Regions from separate parts of the Gossypium hirsutum genome. Here region 1 is linked to region 2. Evidence: chromatin contacts called from public Hi-C data. All regions are on one chromosome and are shown on one strand. The core of a region is the stretch at or near the end of the contact, and the rest is flanking DNA. Distances in the headings are between cores, read along the strand shown. Region 1 holds the start of LOC107894985. Region 2 has its middle 33 kb from the start of LOC121213189.

Region 1 (2,787 bases), core at 176-2,675, 250 kb before region 2:
AGCTCATTTATTAGCTTGAAGAAACCAACAATTATCCAATTATAGGCACCAAAAACAGAGCCCTAAATATCCAAACCACAGTAATTTTCCTAAACCAAAAATCTAATTATCCAATTATATACAACAAAAATAGTTACCAAGAGATTGCTCCATGATAAAAAAAAAAACTTCCTTTTCACTATGGGGAATCTTCTGTTTTATGTACAAAAAGACGAGAGAAAAGTTTTTAACTTTTTTGAAAAGCTTACATGAAGTTTAAAATTGATTTTCAAACCCCAAAAGGAACCCTTTTCCCCTTTTTTTTTTCCAACAAAAGCTGCCATCTGTTGTGTTTATACCTTTAACTAGATCTAATCCACAGCAATTATTTATAGAGGAAAAAAAATCACAGATTGGTTTAAATCAAATAGATGAAAAAGATGCAGTAAAAAACAAAAGGAGAGAATATCAGAGATCTGAAACAGATCCCAACAAATACAAAAACCCAAAAGAGAGAAACAATCATTCAAGAAAATATATTAAAATAAATGATAGTAGCTGTACCTTTATGATTCAGAACATAAAAATTTCATCAATATTTCACTGCATAAAGGTTAGAGAAAAGGGAGAACCTATGGAGTTTTGGGGTCTTCACTCTTCAAAGGAAGCAAAGCAAATAATAAAGAAACAATCTTTTCATTTAGAAGCTTTAAAAGCAAAGCTTAAAAAAACCCCAAGTTTGAAGAAGGTTTGGGGGTTTTAAAACAGAGGAATATTGTAAATTAATGAAGAAATGAGTGAGTTGTAATTATCGAAAGATTAAAACTCCACAGCTACTATCTGTTATTAATGGCTGAGAGAACCAAACACTCTCAATATTTATTATTATTTTAATGGATTTGGGTTTTTGCCTGAGAGACTCCAACATCATTCCTTCACTTTCCCCATTCCCATTTGTAGAACTAAATTAACCAAACTGATAACACCACTTTACCTGTTCACTTTCTCAGGATTTAAAAAAAAAAACAAATTTTCTTTCCAACCAAACAGCAACAACTACAAATACAAGGAAAAAAACCATTACCTTTTTTTTTCTCTCTTTTTCCCTTTTGACTTCGTTTTTTTCGAACCTGACAAGAATCTTAGCTCTGTTCCTCAAAGTCAAAATGGTTAAGTTGATATTGTTTTTCGCCGGAGAAGCTATTTAGTATCGAAAACAGCAGAGGGCTAACAAAAAAAAAAGGGAAGGTTAAAGTGGAAGTGGGAATAGAGTGAAGATGATGATGATGACGGTGATATCGCGTGCACGTGTAGGTTTGTTAGGTACCCCACCCCTGGCTACTTTCATCCTCCCCACTTTTTGCGAGTCAGACCCTCTCTTCCTTTGAGAACTAATCATCGACAACGGTTTTCACTTTTCATTTTACAACCTATGGATCAGACGTTGAATCGGGTTTACATCTACCCCTTAATTATATTTACGTTGACTTTTAATTTTAATTTTTTAAAAATATACACACCCAGGTTATCTAAGTTTACATTTTTATTCCTATCTTCCAAAAGTTTCAAAATATATATGATTAAATTTTAAATTATTAAATTATTTGAAATTTTTTTATTTAAGTTACTAGATTAAATTTTTTTTAAAAATTTCGGTTAACAAGTTCTAAGTAATAATTTGATGATTAGTACATTAGATCGATACCCATTGACAAGCAAAAAAACATACTTTATATCTAAATCTATTTTATGACCAATTTTAGATTTTACATTCAAAATTATTTCATTAAAATAAATTATAAAAGAGAAAAAAATTCAATTAGTACAAACGATACGAAAAAAAAATCATATAATAACATTATTTATAAACATAAAAGCCTAAGTTGTATCCCAATTAATCTCATTAACCTCCCCAGATATAGAAAAAAAAATAGTAACAAGTGATAACGATAATAGTTATATATTTGAGGAGCAATTTTGTGATTTTAAATTAAACAAGATAATGAATATTTTACTAAAAAAAGCCTATAAACTTTATTTACCATAATGGGCTAAAAAAAATCAAAATGTACCTACATGAAAGCATTTTAAGGAAGAATTTTAGAAAAATGCGCTGATGTAAGCGTACTTTTGTTTGTGCTCAAATTAAATTTTAAAAAAAATGTCATTTTTTAAAAATATTATAAAAATAGATAATTTTTTTGAAAATTTACGAAAATAAGCCTTTACAAAGACCCAAAGTGGTAACACTATTTTATTTTTGCTGACAGATCTTTATATAGACCAAAGTCTTATTTCTCTTTTTTTTTTAAGCAATGTAGGATGTGAGATATATGTATATATAGACTCATTAATAGGTTTACAACTTGTTCTTAGATAATGTAGGATTTCTTCCCCTTTTAACTAATAACATAAAATTAAAGGCTACACTATATTTTATATTTGTTTACTTATAGAGTTTAATTTTTTTTTTACAAAAAGTTAATATTTGTTACATTATAAATACAATTTTTAAACTCCACAAGTAAAAAAATTATAAAATATAAAATAAGTATGGTAAAATATTTAAAAAATTACTAAATGAGTGATCATTTTGTAAGTTTTCATAATTCAATAGCCAAAAAATCGTAGTTAAGTGACTACTAATGTAATTTAATTTAGATATAAAAATATGAAAAATAATTATTATATTTTATGTATATTATATATTTCTATAAAAGAAACTTATTTAACATAATTATATACTATTTTTAAATAGATTATCTATCTAGTTAAAATACATTTAAAATAAATTTATTAGCATTCATT
Region 2 (3,065 bases), core at 540-3,039:
TCTTGCATGCTCACCTTCTCAAACTCAGTCGCCATCGTCCACCACTATAGCGGAGGAACCATTACCTTTAATACCACATGGGTCAAGACTTTAGCTTCGGTCACTTACAACCTTATACTTTGTTTTTACGCCTTTAAGCTTAAGTTACCCTTCGATCCTTACTTGGAGAGGCTTTGGCACACTTAGCCTAAACAAGCACAAAAGGAAGAGAGCACTTAGGAGAACACAAGAGAAATGGGAAAATATGGAAGTATATTACCCAAGAAATGCTAGCTAGTGTGTACAAATAACGGAGGGAGCCTTCACTTATATAGGGAAGCCCCTTTTGATCCAACATTTATAATCAATCTTAATGGACGACCTAAATTTATCCTCTAGAACTTTTCCAACTATCCTATTAAATGTTATTCAAGTGTGGAGAGTTATAGAGCTTTTAGAATCCAGTCCCTTCTTCGAACTTCTAGAGTCTTATGAGATGTTCCGCCAACATCGTGGCTTGTTTTTCTTGTCTTCACTCCATTCCAAACATGTTGTTGTGCTTTGGGTAGCTTTGCTCACGGGCTGACTATGACTCAAGCTAGGTCTATTACCTACTTGCTCCTTAAGCATGTCTATTTTAAAGCTTTTTGTATTGTTAATATTTTAATAATTACTATTAAATTTATCAATATAGCTATATTTATCATGAATGTGTATTTTTTTAATAGATATGATGTATGTATATGTATGTGTATATGTATAAGTATAATAAAAGGTAAACTACACTAAGGTCACTAAACTATTAGTAACTTTATATTTTGGTTATCCAACTTCAAAAAGTTACAAAATGGTCATTTAACTGTTCAAAAGTTTTCATATAAGTCATTGGGTTGTTAAAATTGCTATTGTATGGTTTTCTTTGTTCGCATTGCTTACATAAATCAAAAGCTCTCCTTCCTCGTCTCTTTTATTGTTCAATTTTTTTTTACTAAAATGGCTTTGAATGTCACTAATATGTGAACCAAAATGCAAACAACTTTCTTCTCTGATCTCCAAAACTAATCGTTAGATCAACTTGGACCTAAGGTATGTTCTTCCACTTGTCGATCAGCATTGATCCACCGTATCGAGCGTTGAATCATGGCTTGGAGCTCGCTAGTTGGACTTTAAAAAAAACTTAAAACCCTAGTGACTTAAATAATAACTTTTGAATAGTTTAGTGACTTGAATGAAAACTTTTCAATAGTTTAGTGACCATTTTGTGAGTTTGTGAATTTGAGTGACCAAACATAAACTTACTAATAGTTTAATGACATTAAATATAGTTTACACTAGGTTTAAGATGCAATTTTGAACATCTTCAAGCACTAAAACCATCATAATTCTTATGAAAAAAACTAAGAAACAATTATCTTCCAAATTCTATACAAGACGACAAAACCAGCCAAGAATACACAATCTTTCTAGTGAGAATTGGACAACTAAGCGTGTGCGGGGAGGGACAAAATCTGCTATCATCTAATTTGTTGGGTCTCATTCAATTCCAACAAACATAAAATGACAAATGGACAAAAACTTAATATCTGAAGGTGACTTGGTCGGCCGATTCATATGTTTTCTGGCAACTGTACAACTCACATAAATGACTTTGCATACTTTATCCTTTTTCCTCGTTGGATTATGGGGCTTTTCAGATTTTATTATTTTAGTGTCGTCACCTGACTAAAGACAACTCCATGAATGTTTCCCAAGTCATATGTTGAGCACCAGTGGTTTGGTTTGGTTGGATGTTTATTAATCATACCCTCGTGTGTATGTCCTGCTTGATCCGACGGTTGTAATGAAGTCAATTATTGAGGAGTCGTAAGTTGGTAGCCGTAGGATTGCTCGCTGGCACCCCAAAGTATACTTGGCTAATTGTGCAAGTTTTATTATTGCCAAATCAGTTTTGGCTGGAAAGAAGCTTGCTTTAAGCCAATGCTTAATTTTGTCAAGATTTGGTATAATAAAATATTAGGAACAATTAAGGTGGATTTATATATGATAGTACAAGTTTAAAATAATGTTTTGACAATTGGCATAATTATAAACCAATTCAAATTTAATAGGGCTAAGTAACAATTGGACGGCTTGGATTGAAGAAAACAAAATGAAAGCAATAGCAGCCGATGAGAAAATGAAAGGCTACGGGATCATCTATAAGAAAATGCCAATTTTCTATTGCTTGCAAGCCCTTCGGCTCCCAATTGGGCTGAAGGGCCACAATATCTACAGTCGGATTTTGACATTTCTAGAGCGTAGACTAGAATCACATGGATGATGCCGATTAGGGATATTAGCAGCTTGATTTCAAAAGAAAATCCCACTACGTTTTATATGATTTCTTTTCCTCCAAAAAAAGGAAAGGAAATTACTCGGTACATATACATAAATGTTCCAGCTGCATCAGCAACAAAAGCCTAAAGTCAGACATATCTAAATATTTAGGTTTAATACCTTTTTTCTTTTTGTATTATAGTTAAATTATCACTTCGATACATATATTATTTTTCTCAATTTAACCTTTATATTTTTATTTTTATTATCAATTCAACTCCTATATTTTAACTCTATAATCCGCTTTACCCCAAATCAATTTTTCATTAAAAGAATTTAACTAACAAATGGCACGATAGGTTAAGAAAGAAAAATGTTCACTTAAAAATTTTAAAAAATATAAAAAAAAACTTTACAAAATCCAAAAAAAGTTATTAAAACATAGAAAATTATAAAAACTAAAAACACATAATCTATTTTTGAAAATTATAAAAATATTTTTAAAAATTATACGTATGTGAAACTTCAAAAAAAAATTACAAAATTAGTTTGAGTAGAACTTTAGTTTGGAAAATTTTATAATTTTATGAAAAATTTTAAGAATTTTATTTTTTTCATAAAATTTTATGGTTTTTTTTTGCACTTTTATGAATTTTAAATATTTTTAAGGAATTTTGAGTTTTTTTAATTAAGAAAAACCACAAAACTTTAAAAAATCATAAAATTCTAAAATTTTCTTAAAAAACTTAAAATTCCAAAAAAAAATTGAA

Evidence for each region. A called contact is a pair of places that touch in the nucleus more often than the background predicts.
Region 1: a Hi-C map of hypocotyl shows a contact between it and region 2, with 3 times the contacts expected there. The contact joins the promoter of LOC107894985 here to the enhancer-like site in region 2. A contact is called at or near these places in 9 of 34 Hi-C or Micro-C datasets (callus, hypocotyl and leaf).

What each region holds. Positions count from the first base shown.
Region 1 is chrA13:52,920,021-52,922,807 of Gossypium_hirsutum_v2.1, reverse strand. It overlaps LOC107894985, which reads right to left and starts at 1,425. Exons shown (of 5, transcript XM_016820151.2): 1 at 1,064-1,425.
Region 2 is chrA13:52,667,850-52,670,914 of Gossypium_hirsutum_v2.1, reverse strand. No RefSeq gene overlaps it. Among protein-coding and RNA genes, the nearest start is that of LOC121213189, 33 kb to the left of the region's middle. Within about 2 kb of position 1,789, at least 4 of the 9 cell types and tissues checked have an H3K27ac peak or open chromatin away from gene starts, as enhancers often do. A contact at or near this core is called in hypocotyl and leaf, where this site is marked.